Regions from separate parts of the Gossypium arboreum genome. Here region 1 is linked to region 2. Evidence: chromatin contacts called from public Hi-C data. All regions are on one chromosome and are shown on one strand. Each heading gives the region's core, a stretch centred on a gene start, on an enhancer-like site or on the middle of the called end of the contact. The rest is flanking DNA. Distances are from core to core; before and after follow the strand shown.

Region 1 (6,752 bases), core at 2,925-5,424, 240 kb after region 2:
AAAAATTCCTATAAATAGGAATGAGGTTTCATTTGGAAATCATACCAACAAATTCTAATATTCTTTCTTTCTTTTCTTCATTTCTAATATTATTAGATTATTCTATAATTATTCTGCATAAATCCTTTATAGAAATTAAGTTTCTTGTAATACATTGCTCAGTGTGTAGTGGGCTATTCTTGTTAGTGCAAAACGCAAATAGTCATTAGTTTCATGGTTAATTTACTTGAAACTCGTTTGCACACCGAAGATAGGTGGGGGCGAATATAACCTTAAAGATATTGGTTTGATACACGCCTTGGAGCCTTGTCCTATTTATTCTTCTGTTCGAGTTTCGTTCGTATGTTCGAGATTTTCCTCATCAGAGATTTGTACTAACAAATATTAGGCTTCTAATAATCCAGTTGTTCATAGAACTCTAAGTTTCTTCCTCCTCCTCTTAAAATAATCTGATTTAATTTCGAGATGCATAAGTTACTAATCAATTTTAATTGATAGAAATATATAAATATTAATATATTTTAAATGAACCACTTGGTCATTAAATTGAAAATTCAGGTTATGGACTTGCAATTCCTTTTACCATTGATCTCCTAGTTCAACAAAATGCTAATATATAAAGTAAAATCACAAAATTACGTTGAATTTCCATGAGTCGGTGTTGTGTTGACAAATTGTAGTTTATTGGTAGATTTGCTTACAACCGTGTGTCACCCATTTCCCAATATGCACTTTGAAGCTGATCCACATGTGAACACAAGAGAATATATATATATATATACGACTTTCTCCCCCGCTTCCTCACAGCTTTAGAATTAGTCAACAAATACGAGCTCTTTTAGAGACGTACTTCCCTCCCTCATATCATCCCATTTCCTCGATCATTCCCTCGCAGCTTTTATGTGAAATATATAATTCTATATATATTATATATAAATCCATGTTGTTGGCTTAAGACACCAACTTGTCTTGGGACACAAATTTGAATTTCTGGGACATCCAATCGTCGCCAAACATGGAGAAAACCAGGAAACTTGTCCTATTTTCATGCCTGCTGCTGCTGGTTTCTTTCTTAGCTTCATCGTCTGCCCAAACCTGTCTTAACCATAGCTTTTCCAACAGGCAATACGCCAACTGCAGCGACCTTCCAGCCTTGAACTGTTTCCTCCACTGGACATATGATGAAGCAGCTGGTACCGTTGAGGTTGCCTTTAGACACACCGGAACCACCTCATCCAGGTGGTCGGCGTGGGGCATCAACCCAAGCGGACCAACCATGTTGAACACCCAGGCTCTGGTCGCCTATGTCAACTCCAGTGGCATCCCTCATGCTTTCACCACATCCATCGACAGCATGAACCCTTCCATGCAACAGAGTGCTTTGAGCTTTCAAGTTCCAAGCCTTTCAGCCGAGTTTGAGAACAACGAAATGAGGATATTCGCTGTCATGAGAATCTCGGAAAGTTTGTTGGCTACCAACCAGGTTTGGCAAGAAGGTCCAGTCAGTAACGACCAACTAATGATGCATCCTACTTCTGGAGACAACATGCGATCTGCCGCAAGTGTCAATTTCCTTACGGGACAATCTGGGGGGACCTCATCTGGCAGTTCAAGAACTCGAAGAAGAAATGTAATTCACTCCAATACAAGTGTTTGTGTCTTAGGCAATGTTTTCTTGTTTTTCTAAAGGTGTTTAAAATGGCCAGGTTCATGGAGTTCTTAACACAGTCAGCTGGGGAATCTTGATGCCATTCGGAGCCATAACGGCTAGGTACATGAAGGTGTTCAAATCAGCAGACCCGGCATGGTTTTATCTCCATGTTGCTTGCCAAACATCGGCCTATGCTGTAGGCGTAGCAGGATGGGCAACTGGTATTAGGCTGGGCAGTGATTCAGCTGGTGTCACACACAATCCTCATAGGAACATTGGCATCACCCTCTTCTGCCTTGGCACTCTTCAGGTAACTTTTGCTTCTAGGGTCTTCATGTTTCTGAAATATTACAAACAAATGTTTATGGTTGAAATATGTGGGGCATGCAGGTGTTTGCTTTGCTTCTGAGGCCAAACAAGGATCACAAATACAGATTGTATTGGAACATCTACCACCATTCCGTGGGTTACGCAGTCATCATCCTCAGTATCATCAACATCTTCGATGGCTTCGACATCCTTAAACCCGATGACCATTGGGAGAGAATTTACATTGGAATTCTCATATTTTTGGGTGTTGTTGCCACTTTGTTGGAAGCATTCACTTGGTACATTGTTCTGAGGAGGAAGAACAGAGGGTCTGAGACTGATAAGCGCTCTCACAGCATAAATGGAGCCAATGGAGTGAATGGATTTGGTGCCAGGGGACAGGACGTGTAACAATTTTGTACATCTTACATATATTGTAATATATGTAAGTATATTTTGTCAGTCTATTACACCATGTTGTTGTTGGGGTTTTTTTTTTTTTTGGTACTTCCATGTATTTTTATTTAATTTAATTTATTTTGTACGTATCCATGGATTCCAATGTTTCTTTCCATCCATCAATAGCTGTGGTTCCTTTGATTACATGTTGGGCCGCGAAAACTAAACAACAAAAGAGCAAAGTCTATCACAATATTATTACATGACAAAAACGAAAAAAAAAATACACATACATATTCTATCACTAAAATTTAAAAATAATTAAATTACGAGTAACACGAGGATTAATGGAGATAATAATTTGTACATATTAAAATAAAATGTATAATATATATTGAAATAAAGTTTAAGTGGTAATTTAAATTGTTACTAATTCAATTGACATAGATTCAAATACCATCATATTCATATTTTAATTGAATTTTATTAAAATGAAAAGACTAAAATACCTTCAAATAACAAAACTTACTAGAAATTCTATCACATGCGTGTAAATATTTATAATATAGATATGCATTTAAAAATAATATACAATAAAAAATTAGATTAAATTTAAGTAAAATAGAATTTAAACAAATAAAACATCATCATACTAAGAATACTAAATGAATACATCAATTCTAAGTTGGTGTCGAGTTAATTTGTGACACCAACTCAATGTAATTGAGTTGTAAATTTAAAGTTTTATCAATGCAATTGGCCTGAGTTCAATCTCTTCATCGCATATTATTATTATCATTATTTTAAAATAAAAGATTAAAGTACCATTGAAGAATATTTACTTATTTTAAATATGAAAAGACATATATGTAATCTTCATAATCGAGTTGGTACTTGGTTGACTCGTAATCCCAACTCAATCAACGACTTAAATAATAATATAGATATATAATTGATGAAAGTAATAAAGTATGCATAATAAAATTAAAATATATAAAAAAGTTAAAGTCAAGCCTTAGCTGAGTAGTAAATTTAAGGCTTTACTAATGCAATCAGTGTGGGTTCATACACCACAATATGCATATTATTATTATTATTATTATTATTATTATTATTATAATAAAAAGATAAAAGTACTCGAAATGATATAACTTATTTTAAATATGAAATGGTATTTTGGTAATTTTTCTAACGAGTTAGTGCTCTGTTGACTTATGACACCAATTTAATCAATGACTTAAATAATAGTTTGCATAATACAATTAAAATATAAATATCATATTAAGATAAAGTTCTAGTTTTGTGTTAAAAGGTTATATTTTACCATGTCAATAGCATGAGTTTAAATCCAATTACACGTAATTTATTTATTTTTTAAATAAAAAATTAAGATACTTTTGAATAATGTATTCTATTTTAATCTTAGAAATATATTTTTGTAATTTTATAATTAAATTGGTGTTCAACTGATTCATGATACCAACTTAATTAATAAATTAAATAATAATATATATTAATATTTAAAATTTATATTATATAAAATAATTTAAATGCAATATATTATAATAAATACACGAAGAGAAATTAGTCACTATATTTTTATTTCAAAATTTTATACTAATAAAAAAATAAAAAATTAAAAAATTAAAAATTAGACTTAAATTTTAAAAACTAGAACATAAAACATTAAAATCCTGAAATAAAAATAGAGGGCTAATGCTGTAATATGAGAAAAATACAGGGACTAAGAGCATATTTTAACTGAAATAGAAATAGACAATTACTTTACAAACTGGGTTTTAGTGAAAACAGATATGGGGGACTTGTTGAAACACTGAATTTAAGCCCAAAGTAGTGAAGTTCAGTGGTTGAAGGCCTAGATTTGAAACTTAAAATTACAAAATTTTATTGAACGAGCAAATTTGTTATCCACCAAGACGCTGAAAAACCTCATCCACAAACGAGAACCAGAAACTTGAAATTCAGTTGATATTTTTTTAGCCATAGCCATAGCCATAGCCAATAGCACAAGGGGCTGATGTTCATGGTCCGCACTTCACACAATGGCTACTTTCCATTTTCTTCAAATTTCCGCTCGTTTCCTTTCTAAACGCACTTCTCTTCCTCTCCCTCTCCCTCTCCCTCTCCCCAATCCATCCCTTTCCCTTCATTTCCCCCTTAAACGCCTGGTTTCCTTCCCCAAACGCCCGGAACTCAAACGCTTACATGAGGCAGCAGTGGCCACTGGCTCAGCTCAACCAGCAGTTGACCTCCAAAACGTTCCCGTACAGGATACCCAGAAGCAAGAACAATCTGGCAAACTTGTTCTTCCAACTAACGACTCATCCGATGAGCTCCTTAGAATTAGACACACGGTAATCATTGCGTTATCAATTTCCTTTTCTGGGTTTTTTTTATTATTCCATAACGACCTTTTTAAAAAAAAATTTATTATATGCATGGGATTTCAGTGTGCACATGTAATGGCAATGGCAGTTCAAAAACTATACCCAGACGCGAAAGTGACAATTGGACCCTGGATAGACAATGGGTTTTACTATGATTTTGATATGGAGCCTTTGACTGATAATGATCTCAAGAGGATTAAAAAGGAAATGGTAAGTAGATTATTTGATTAAAAGAAGGGGGAAAGTTTTGTGAGAGCTTTGGGGAAATTGTTTTCATTTGGGCTATGGTTTTCAGGGGGTCAGAGAAATTCATTTGTTACCTCCAAATCTGTAGGATCGGATCATTAAACGAAATTTACCGCTTGTAAGAGAAGAAGTTTCAAGAGATGAAGCTCAGAAAAGGATAATGGCTGTAAATGAACCTTACAAGATGGAGATTTTGGATAGTATTAAGGAGGATCCTATCACTATCTATCATATTGGTAAGCCACATTTTTCCTTTTCCAAGTTTCCTGTAGAATTGGTGCTTTAGTTTCTCGTGTAAATGACCCTTTATTGAGTTATCATGAGAAACACTTTCTATGTAACAGTAATGTATTTATTCTAGGTTAGTCCTCTGAGATTTCCCATGTATTTTCTATGGTTCTGGTTCTGCTAGGGATATCAAATGTATACCGGCTTCTCTTCCATTCCTGTCTCCTAACTTGCCTTAATCCATGTTTGGTGGCCTTGGCATATGCTAAGCATCTATGTCTACTGTTTATGAACATAACCGGTGTAACTTGGTTAATCTTTATCAATGAAATAAGTAACACTTTCATGTGTCTGTGTGTGTTCATATCATTTTGTTGACTAATACTGATTCCAGGGAATGAATGGTGGGATCTTTGTGCCGGGCCACATGTCGAAACTACGGGAAAGATAAACAACAAAGCTTTTCAGCTCGAGTCCGTTGCTGGTGCTTATTGGAGAGGAGATGAAAAGAAACCTATGCTACAGAGGATATATGGAACTGCATGGGAAAATGAAGAACAACTGAAAGCTTACCTTCACTTCAAAGAGGAAGCTAAACGCCGGGATCACAGACGTATTGGCCAAGATCTCGATTTGTTTTCTATACAGGAGGAGGCTGGGGGAGGTTTAGTCTTCTGGCATCCGAAGGGTGCCATTGTTAGGCATATTATAGAAGATTCATGGAGGAAAACACACATAGAACATGGTTACGACTTGCTATTTACTCCACATGTGGCAAGGGCTGATCTTTGGAAAATCAGTGGTCATCTAGACTTCTATAAAGAAAGTATGTATGATCAGATGGAGATCGAGGATGAACTTTATCAACTTCGACCAATGAATTGCCCTTACCACATATTAGTATACAAAAGGAAGCTTCATTCTTATCGAGACTTTCCGATCAGAGTTGCAGAGCTTGGGACTGTCTATAGATACGAGTTGTCTGGTAGCTTACATGGCCTGTTCCGTGTAAGAGGTTTTACCCAGGTAATAATTATGTCTTTGCTTAGTCAGCTTAGATGAACATGTTAAATATACCTTTACTTATTTTCTGTTAGTGCTTTGATGCTCAAATTGCAACTCATTTGCAGGATGATGCTCACATTTTCTGTTTGGAAGATCAAATCAAGGATGAAATCAGAGGGGTCTTAGATCTTACCGAGGAGATACTATTGCAGTTTGGTTTCAGCAAGTACGAGGTAAACCTCTCAACTAGGCCAGAAAAGGCTGTGGGCGATGATGATATCTGGGAAAAGGCAACGGTAGCACTTAAAGATGCTTTGGATGATAAAGGCTGGAGCTATCAGATTGATGAAGGTGGTGGTGCCTTCTATGGTCCGAAAATTGATCTTAAGATAGAGGATGCTCTTGGAAGGAAATGGCAGTGCTCAACCATCCAGGCAAGTTTTGACTTATCCCCAAATTTCTGCCTTTCTTACCTTACTCTTTCCATCCTCTCATGCATTATCTGT
Region 2 (6,993 bases), core at 3,010-5,509:
GAGCAAAGGGGAACTAAATCCGATAAAGGGAAGGAAAAAGTGATCGAATAGCCGTCGAAATCGTTCGACAACATCCGAGGTAAGTTTTCAAGTAATGAAACTTAGTTTACGATTTGATTAAGTGATGATGTATAAGCATAACAAATATACGGTGATATAATGATTCTACTTGAATTATATGTTGAGTTAATTAGTCTATACGTATGATGGGTAGCCGTATGTACATAGAGATCATGTCATAAAGCAAACCAAATCATGTTGTTTGTATGTGGCTATTGAGCCGAAAATGGGAATGCTTAATAATTGACTTGTGTTTGAATTCTAGTTATGAAAATGAAATAAAGATGTGTCATGATTTACTGATATGTGCATGAATATTCGGATGATAACCGGGCTAAGTCCCGAAGGCATTTGTGCTAGTGACTAATTCCGGGCTAAGTCCCGAAGGCATTTGTGCGAGTTATTAATTCCGGGCTAAGCCCCGAAGGCATTTGTGCGAGTTACTATTTTCGGGCTAAGTCCCGAAGGCATTTGTGCGAGTTACTATATCCGTGCTAAGTCCCGAAGGCATTTGTGTGAACTACTATATCCGGGCTAAGTCCCGAAGGCATTTGAGCGAGTAGCTATATCCGGTTAAATCTCGAAGGTACTTGGTTTGGGAATGAGCGATCTTGCTGTAATAATTTCAATTAATATGCTCGTAAAATCCCAACGATGAGGTATGTTTCGTATATGCATTGGATTAGTTGATTCCTTTTAAATAGTATTCGCTCAGTCGATTAATGAGCTTCCGGCTTTTGGTTAAGTTGATCTCTTATGTATGAGTATAAGGGTTGGTAATGTGAAGTAGGTATGATTTTGAGAATGTGTGTATATGAAATTATCCGTTTAGTCATATGAATGCTATACTTCAATTGTGCCTAATTTCATTGCTCAAAACTTACTAAGCATTAAATGCTTATTCCGTTTCTTTGATTCTCTGTTTTGTAGATTTTGGTTCGTCAGCTATCGGACTCGGGATTGTCAAAGTCGAAGTCGTCCACACTATCAAAGCCCTTTTGGTACTCTTTTAGTTTAACTTTGCTAATGGCATGTATAGGACTGCCCTTTTGTTATTAGTCAAGTACTTTGGTGTTGTATATATTTGAATAGCCATGCGAAAATGGCTTATATATTTTGAGCATAGTGTTATAATCATTTTGTATGTATATGGTTATTGAGAGGTGTGGATATGCTTGGCAATGATTGGCCATTGGAATGGTTAATCATGATCATATTTTGTGCTATATATGCTAAAGGGCTAGTTGAATCATGGAAACTATGAAATAGGTAAAGTCTACCTTAAAGGCAGATGCTGACAGCAGCAGTGATGTAAGTTTGAAAAATCACTAAAAATAATAGGAATGGAATTAAATAGTGAATAAATTATGTAATCTAACCTTGATGAATCTAATTTCATATGGAAGAAACGAAACGATCATATGAGTCGTATTTTAAGAGATATTTAAGTTTTTGTGGAACAGGGCCAGAGTGATTTCTGGATCCCCTGATCTGACTTTGGAAATTCACTATAAATTAACCAGAGATAATTAGAAGTCATGCCATATATGTATAGATTCTGTTTTGAGTCTAGTTTTATTAGAAACAAACGGCATAAGTATTGAATCCCTGTACAGGGAGATATATAAGCCGTAATGCATAAAGGTCAGAGCAGTTGAACCCTGAAACAGGGGAGACTTTAACTAATAAACTGTACTAATTGGCCTGATCAAAAATTCTAGAAAAAAATTTATAGATGGATATATGAGTCTAGTTTCAGGGAAAATTTACGGAATCAGTTTTCGAGCTTCGGAACTCGAGATATGATTTTTAAAGTGACTGTGATGCAGTTAGCCAGCTTGTCTGGAAATAAAAAAAAAATAAACTGTGTAAGTCAATGAAATAAGTCCGTAAATACCTCGTGTTCGACTCCGGCAACGGTCTCGGGTACGGGGTGTTACACTTTGTCTGATCCAAAACTAGAAATCATATTACACGAGTGAATACGAGTCCACATTTTCCAGTTTATTTGTTCTTGTTCTAAGAGCTTGATGGCGATGTCGTGTTAAATACGAGTTTGGGTTTGTTTGATATAAATATGTTTATGTTTTCTAAAGTTGTATGCTTATGTCTAAAATTTTTCAAATATGGCAATTGATCTCAAGTATCAATTACAAGAGTTTTTAAGAAAAATGGAGGGTTTACAAAAACTTAGAGATTATTACCGTGTATTTTATAAGGAAAGTTTAAATCTACTTTGATGACTATATTATGCAAAAACTTGATGTAGTTTGATCTGAGCTTATAAAAGATTTATGATTTTGTGATAGGACATGTTTGGATATTATAAAAGAATTTAACAAATTATTTCAGAAGGTTATGGTGGAGGAGTACCAAGAAAATTTTGAATGAAATTATATATAAGCTACATGTTGAAGAGTTACAATTACTATGTTGAGTAAAAGAGAAAATTATTATAACAGAAAATCATACGAGGTTTAATTTTTAACAAAATTGGAAGAGTCACAAATAGTTTCATTTAAAACTCAAGTTCTTAAATAGAATATTCCTACAAATTAATTTGATGAGATTCAACAAATTATGCATATGTCCTCTGACACTATCAAAAAAATTACAAATTTTAGGATAATTAAAAAGTGAAGAAACCACCTCTATTTATAGTAATACAAACACTCCTCACCTTTGTATTTTTTAAATGCAACACATTATTAATTACATAGTCAGATATATTTTAAAAACCTAAAGGTCAATCTACCCCTCCCAAAAGTTATAACCGCAACCCTTAAACTAGATTCTCAATTAGTGTAGTTAAGACTTGAAACCCAATAAACTTCCACAGTTTTTTAATATATACAATTGAATAACTTAACAATAAAAAAAATTGGAAGAGTTGTTAAATTAGCTTACTAATGCCTTTTGGCCTTATTGATGCCCCTACTACATTTCAATCTTTAATGAAAGTTTTTCTTTTATTTGTATTATTGAGGTGGGAGAAAAAGTCTATTTGAAGATCCAACCTTACAAGCAAACTACACTAGCTTTTAAGAAGCAGCTTAAGCTTTCTTTCAAGTGCTTTTGCCCTTATTCTATAATTACCAAAGTGGGGTCAATAGTTTATAAGCTCAAATTACCAAATAGTGCTAAAATCCATAATGTGTTTTATGTTATCTCCTAAAAAAAAAAAAAAAAAACTCTAGGTTGCTGGTGATGGGCAACCCCTTGTGTACCTAGTTGTCATATTGGACATGAGAATAACTAAAAGGGGAAACAATGTAGGACAATCCAAGACCATAACAATGAACCAAGGAGTTAGGCAAAGGGGATTACTACTCAAATTCACATGCACCAAGAGACAAATTATTGAAGAATGAAGGACGCAACTGGAATGTTGAGCTGGCATAATTCAAAGTAGCTGTATAGGAAATTTGTTAAGCTTAGGTCATAGTTGTTGGTTATTGGTTTATGTAATTTGTAGTTATAGACCTCATTATTTATGCGTGACTATATGTGAAAATAAGCTTTATGAAATGAAATTATTAAAGGAAAAACTCTTACCTTTTTTCTTCTTTCCTTCTCTGGTCTCATATCATCTTCTTTCTTCCATAACACTAACTGGAGTTTATTTTTTCTGCAGCAATACAAAGCTAAAATTCAATTAAAACAATGAGCAATTGATCACTTATATCAACAAAATGAAGTCCTATCCCTATTACAATGAAGGACCATGGAACAATAAAAAATCAAGGTTAAGATAAGTAAGGTTGGAGTGATCTTACCAAGTTCTTGAAGCTTTTAAGGAGAATTTGTTGGTTTAAGAGGGAAAAAAGGGAAAAACATTAATGAAGGTGAAAATTTGAAAGAGAATTTTTTCAACTCAAGCTTTTTTTAGCATGAATTAGTTCTTTTGAAAAACACTACAAAACTAACAATAGCATTTTGGTTTGACTTGAGTTTTTAGAATTTTTAACTGATCACTTTAGAATTAGCATATTAGTATCTTATTAGAAGACTTGCTCTGATTTTTTAATAAGATTCTTAGAATCATCTGTTAATAGTCAAGATGGCCGAGTTGGTCTAAGGCGCTAGTTTCAGGTACTAGTCCGAAAGGGCATGGGTTCGAATCCCATTCTTGACAAAAATAAATTTTTACACTTTTTTATCACATTAACGGGGCTTCCTATTTTTTATCATATTGATGCTTGCTGAATTTATGTGTAGTGTTGGGCCAAACTAAATAGTCAGACTTGGAGCAAGTGTTTGAAGAGCCCGCAACTGCCAATCCTAATCCCAAAGTTCTTCCAACCACAATGAGTGGGATCCTTGTTTCAACCAAACACCCATATGAAACCATGTTAATGTCGGTTGCAATTAGCAGTTAAACCCCCCACAAAACAACAGTAGCCATACCGGAGCTGGAAAGTGAAAAAAGCCTCTTGGTTTTTGCCTTTCAAGGGTCTCTCAACCCAGCAGTAGCCATGGGAGTGAGCTTGGAAGGACAGAAGGTGATAATGGTACCATACATGGAAGCACATGTCCCAAAGTACCACCTCTGGATGCAAGACCCTGCTCTCCTTCAAGCCACCGGATCAGAGCCCCTCTCCCTCCAACAGGAATACGATATGCAGCTCTCCTGGAACCAAGACCCTCTCAGTTCTTCTCTCTCTCTTTTACTTCCTTTTCTGATTGTTTATACCAATTTCTCAATTGGGTTTTCTTCTTCTTTAATTTAATGATTAAGCTTGGTTTTCAACAGAGAAAACTTTCATTGTTTTGGATAAGGAGATGGTCGGGGAAAAGTTTGTTCATGGAAATCCTCATGTGGAAGGTCACCTCATCTACTACCTTTTTCTTAATTGCACAGAATTTAGTGAAACCCTTTGATTTCTTCAGCGTATTGTTTTGGACTGATCTGGAGTTGATGGTAAACGATGATCCAGCCATGGTCGGGGATGTGAATATCTACATGAATGATTTGGATGACCCTCAATTAGCAGAGATTGAAATTATGATAGCTGAACTAAAAAGGTACTTGCTTTGCACTTCTTCACAATCAACAAAATCTATTTCTTAACTGACATCGCTCTCTTTCCTTCATACTTGTGTAATCATTTTGAATCATCAACATGGAATTTCTTGCACTTGATTCCTTTTCTTTCTAAGAATTTGTTGGGTTTGTTGCTTTTCTCTTTTTTTCTTTTCATTCTGATTAATCATTTATGAGCAAGAGTGCTGTGGAAATTGAGTAATGGTTTAATGTAAATAGAACTTTTACACCATCGTATACAACATATGCTGATGAATACCGACTGTAATTGCCTTATTCATAGGTTTGTTGTCATTGTGTGTGTACAGCAACTGTGTCCCTTTATGTTCTTGGTAGACTCCAGCACTCAGTTTTCGTAAGATGTTTGTATTGAATGCTTAGATACTTGATGATTCGATAATACAACTCTTGTGAGGAGAAAAGAATAATGAAATGATGGATGTTGACAATTGGCAAATAATTTACATGCATCTCAGATGAAGAAGTTAACTGGCAATTTGGATTCTCATTTCTTGCTGTTATGTGTCATGGCACATATATGCTTTCCTTACTTGTTCAGATGTACTCTCCTTTAAGTGGCTTGGTCATTCTGATATTTGTGTCTGGCTTGGTTTCGATATTTCAAGTTGAGTGTTATTCTAGTCGCATTTTTTAGGATAAAGTTGACGACCTTGTTTTTGCTGTGATAAAATCTACTAGGAAAACAAAACAATGTATCAAAACTGTAAAGTTGATCTAGATTCCCTTTTAATCTTCTCTTATTTTTCATGCTAGAATAGCCGTGGTAAGGGCCTTGGGAAAGAGTCTGTCCTGATGATGATGGCCTATGCAGTTAAAAACTTCAGAATCCATGTCTTCCGTGCTAAAATTGGAGCATCAAATGAGTCATCTCTTAGTTTGTTTCGGAAATTGGTCTCTGTTTTGCTCTCTCCCCTTACACACTCATACTTGCATTCATGTTCTTAAAAAGCTTATTTTTCTTGTTCCTACTTTCGACACATTCATGCTAAGGCATTTGAAGGATTAATGTCCAGGCTTTTGCATGGAGGTTAAGAGATACAATACAGTAGATGCATGAATGCTTACTTGTCTTATTCTTGTTCTTGACATGCCATTACGGTTGTAGGGCTTCAAGGAGACTTCTTATAGCGAAATCTTCAAGGAGGTGAGATTTTCCTTATGCCATCAAAAGTGTTCAGGGCACACCCGTCCCTGGTTTCTTACGACATAGTAGTTGCTGAGTCTGATAGTGGGTGGTCTCTTAAGTTCCCTTATTTTGTTTTGTTTTGTTTTGTTTTGTTTCATTCATGCATGACCGGTAGGTAACATTGGAATTGGCGGTGACGGAGCAAAAGCAAGAGGAGCTTCTGCAGTTGTTGGGCAGTGTGGTTACACATGCATAGCCTCCGGGAGGCCGTAATTTATTTTCCCCTAAAACTTATTAACTGTCATCATACATGTATCTGTGAGTTGTAGAAACTAGAATTGTAGATGATTCCCTGTTTTGGGAAAAGGGTTTTGATGTTTATAATGATGATCAATGCTGGAAACTTACATTTGCAATAATGATAAACAATGATGAATGGCTTTAGCATTAACTGATTAATGACAATCCACGAGGATTTTGCCACTCTTTAGTATAATGTCTGAATATATAAAATATGGTACCGGTTCGATTAGTTAGATTAAATCCTTATATTTTTTACATTTAAAATTTAGTCTCTTTATTTTTATTTAATAAAATTTAACCTTTCTATTTTTTTCATTTAAAATGCAAGTCTAATTTGTTAACTTTATTAATATCCTTCTTTCAAATCGGAATAAATATTTCTTGTTTCAAATATCATATCAACTAATTTCATAGAAAAAATTTAATGGTGCTAATAATT

What was found. Hi-C and Micro-C count contacts between places; a contact is called where the count stands out from the background.
Region 1: a contact with region 2 is called in a Hi-C map of leaf, with 3 times the contacts expected there. The contact joins the promoter of LOC108482888 here to the promoter of LOC108468064 in region 2. A contact is called at or near these places in 2 of 5 Hi-C or Micro-C datasets (both in leaf).

What each region holds. Positions count from the first base shown.
Region 1 is chr7:25,945,904-25,952,655 of ASM2569848v2, forward strand. It overlaps LOC108482888 (threonine--tRNA ligase, chloroplastic/mitochondrial 2), which reads left to right and starts at 4,175. Exons shown (of 7, transcript XM_017786014.2): 1 at 4,175-4,734; 2 at 4,831-4,977; 3 at 5,102-5,249; 4 at 5,636-6,267; 5 at 6,372-6,680. The coding sequence starts at 4,423. It overlaps LOC108484063 (cytochrome b561 and DOMON domain-containing protein At5g35735-like), which reads left to right and starts at 802. Exons shown (of 3, transcript XM_017787695.2): 1 at 802-1,630; 2 at 1,707-1,961; 3 at 2,042-2,508. The coding sequence starts at 1,016. The coding sequence ends at 2,371.
Region 2 is chr7:25,703,513-25,710,505 of ASM2569848v2, forward strand. It overlaps LOC108468064, which reads left to right and starts at 4,260. Exons shown (of 6, transcript XM_017768923.2): 1 at 4,260-4,710; 2 at 4,814-4,885; 3 at 4,998-5,085; 4 at 5,884-6,016; 5 at 6,231-6,269; 6 at 6,427-6,702. The coding sequence starts at 4,536. The coding sequence ends at 6,507. TRNAL-CAG (transfer RNA leucine (anticodon CAG)) reads left to right here and starts at 4,115; the gene lies at 4,115-4,195.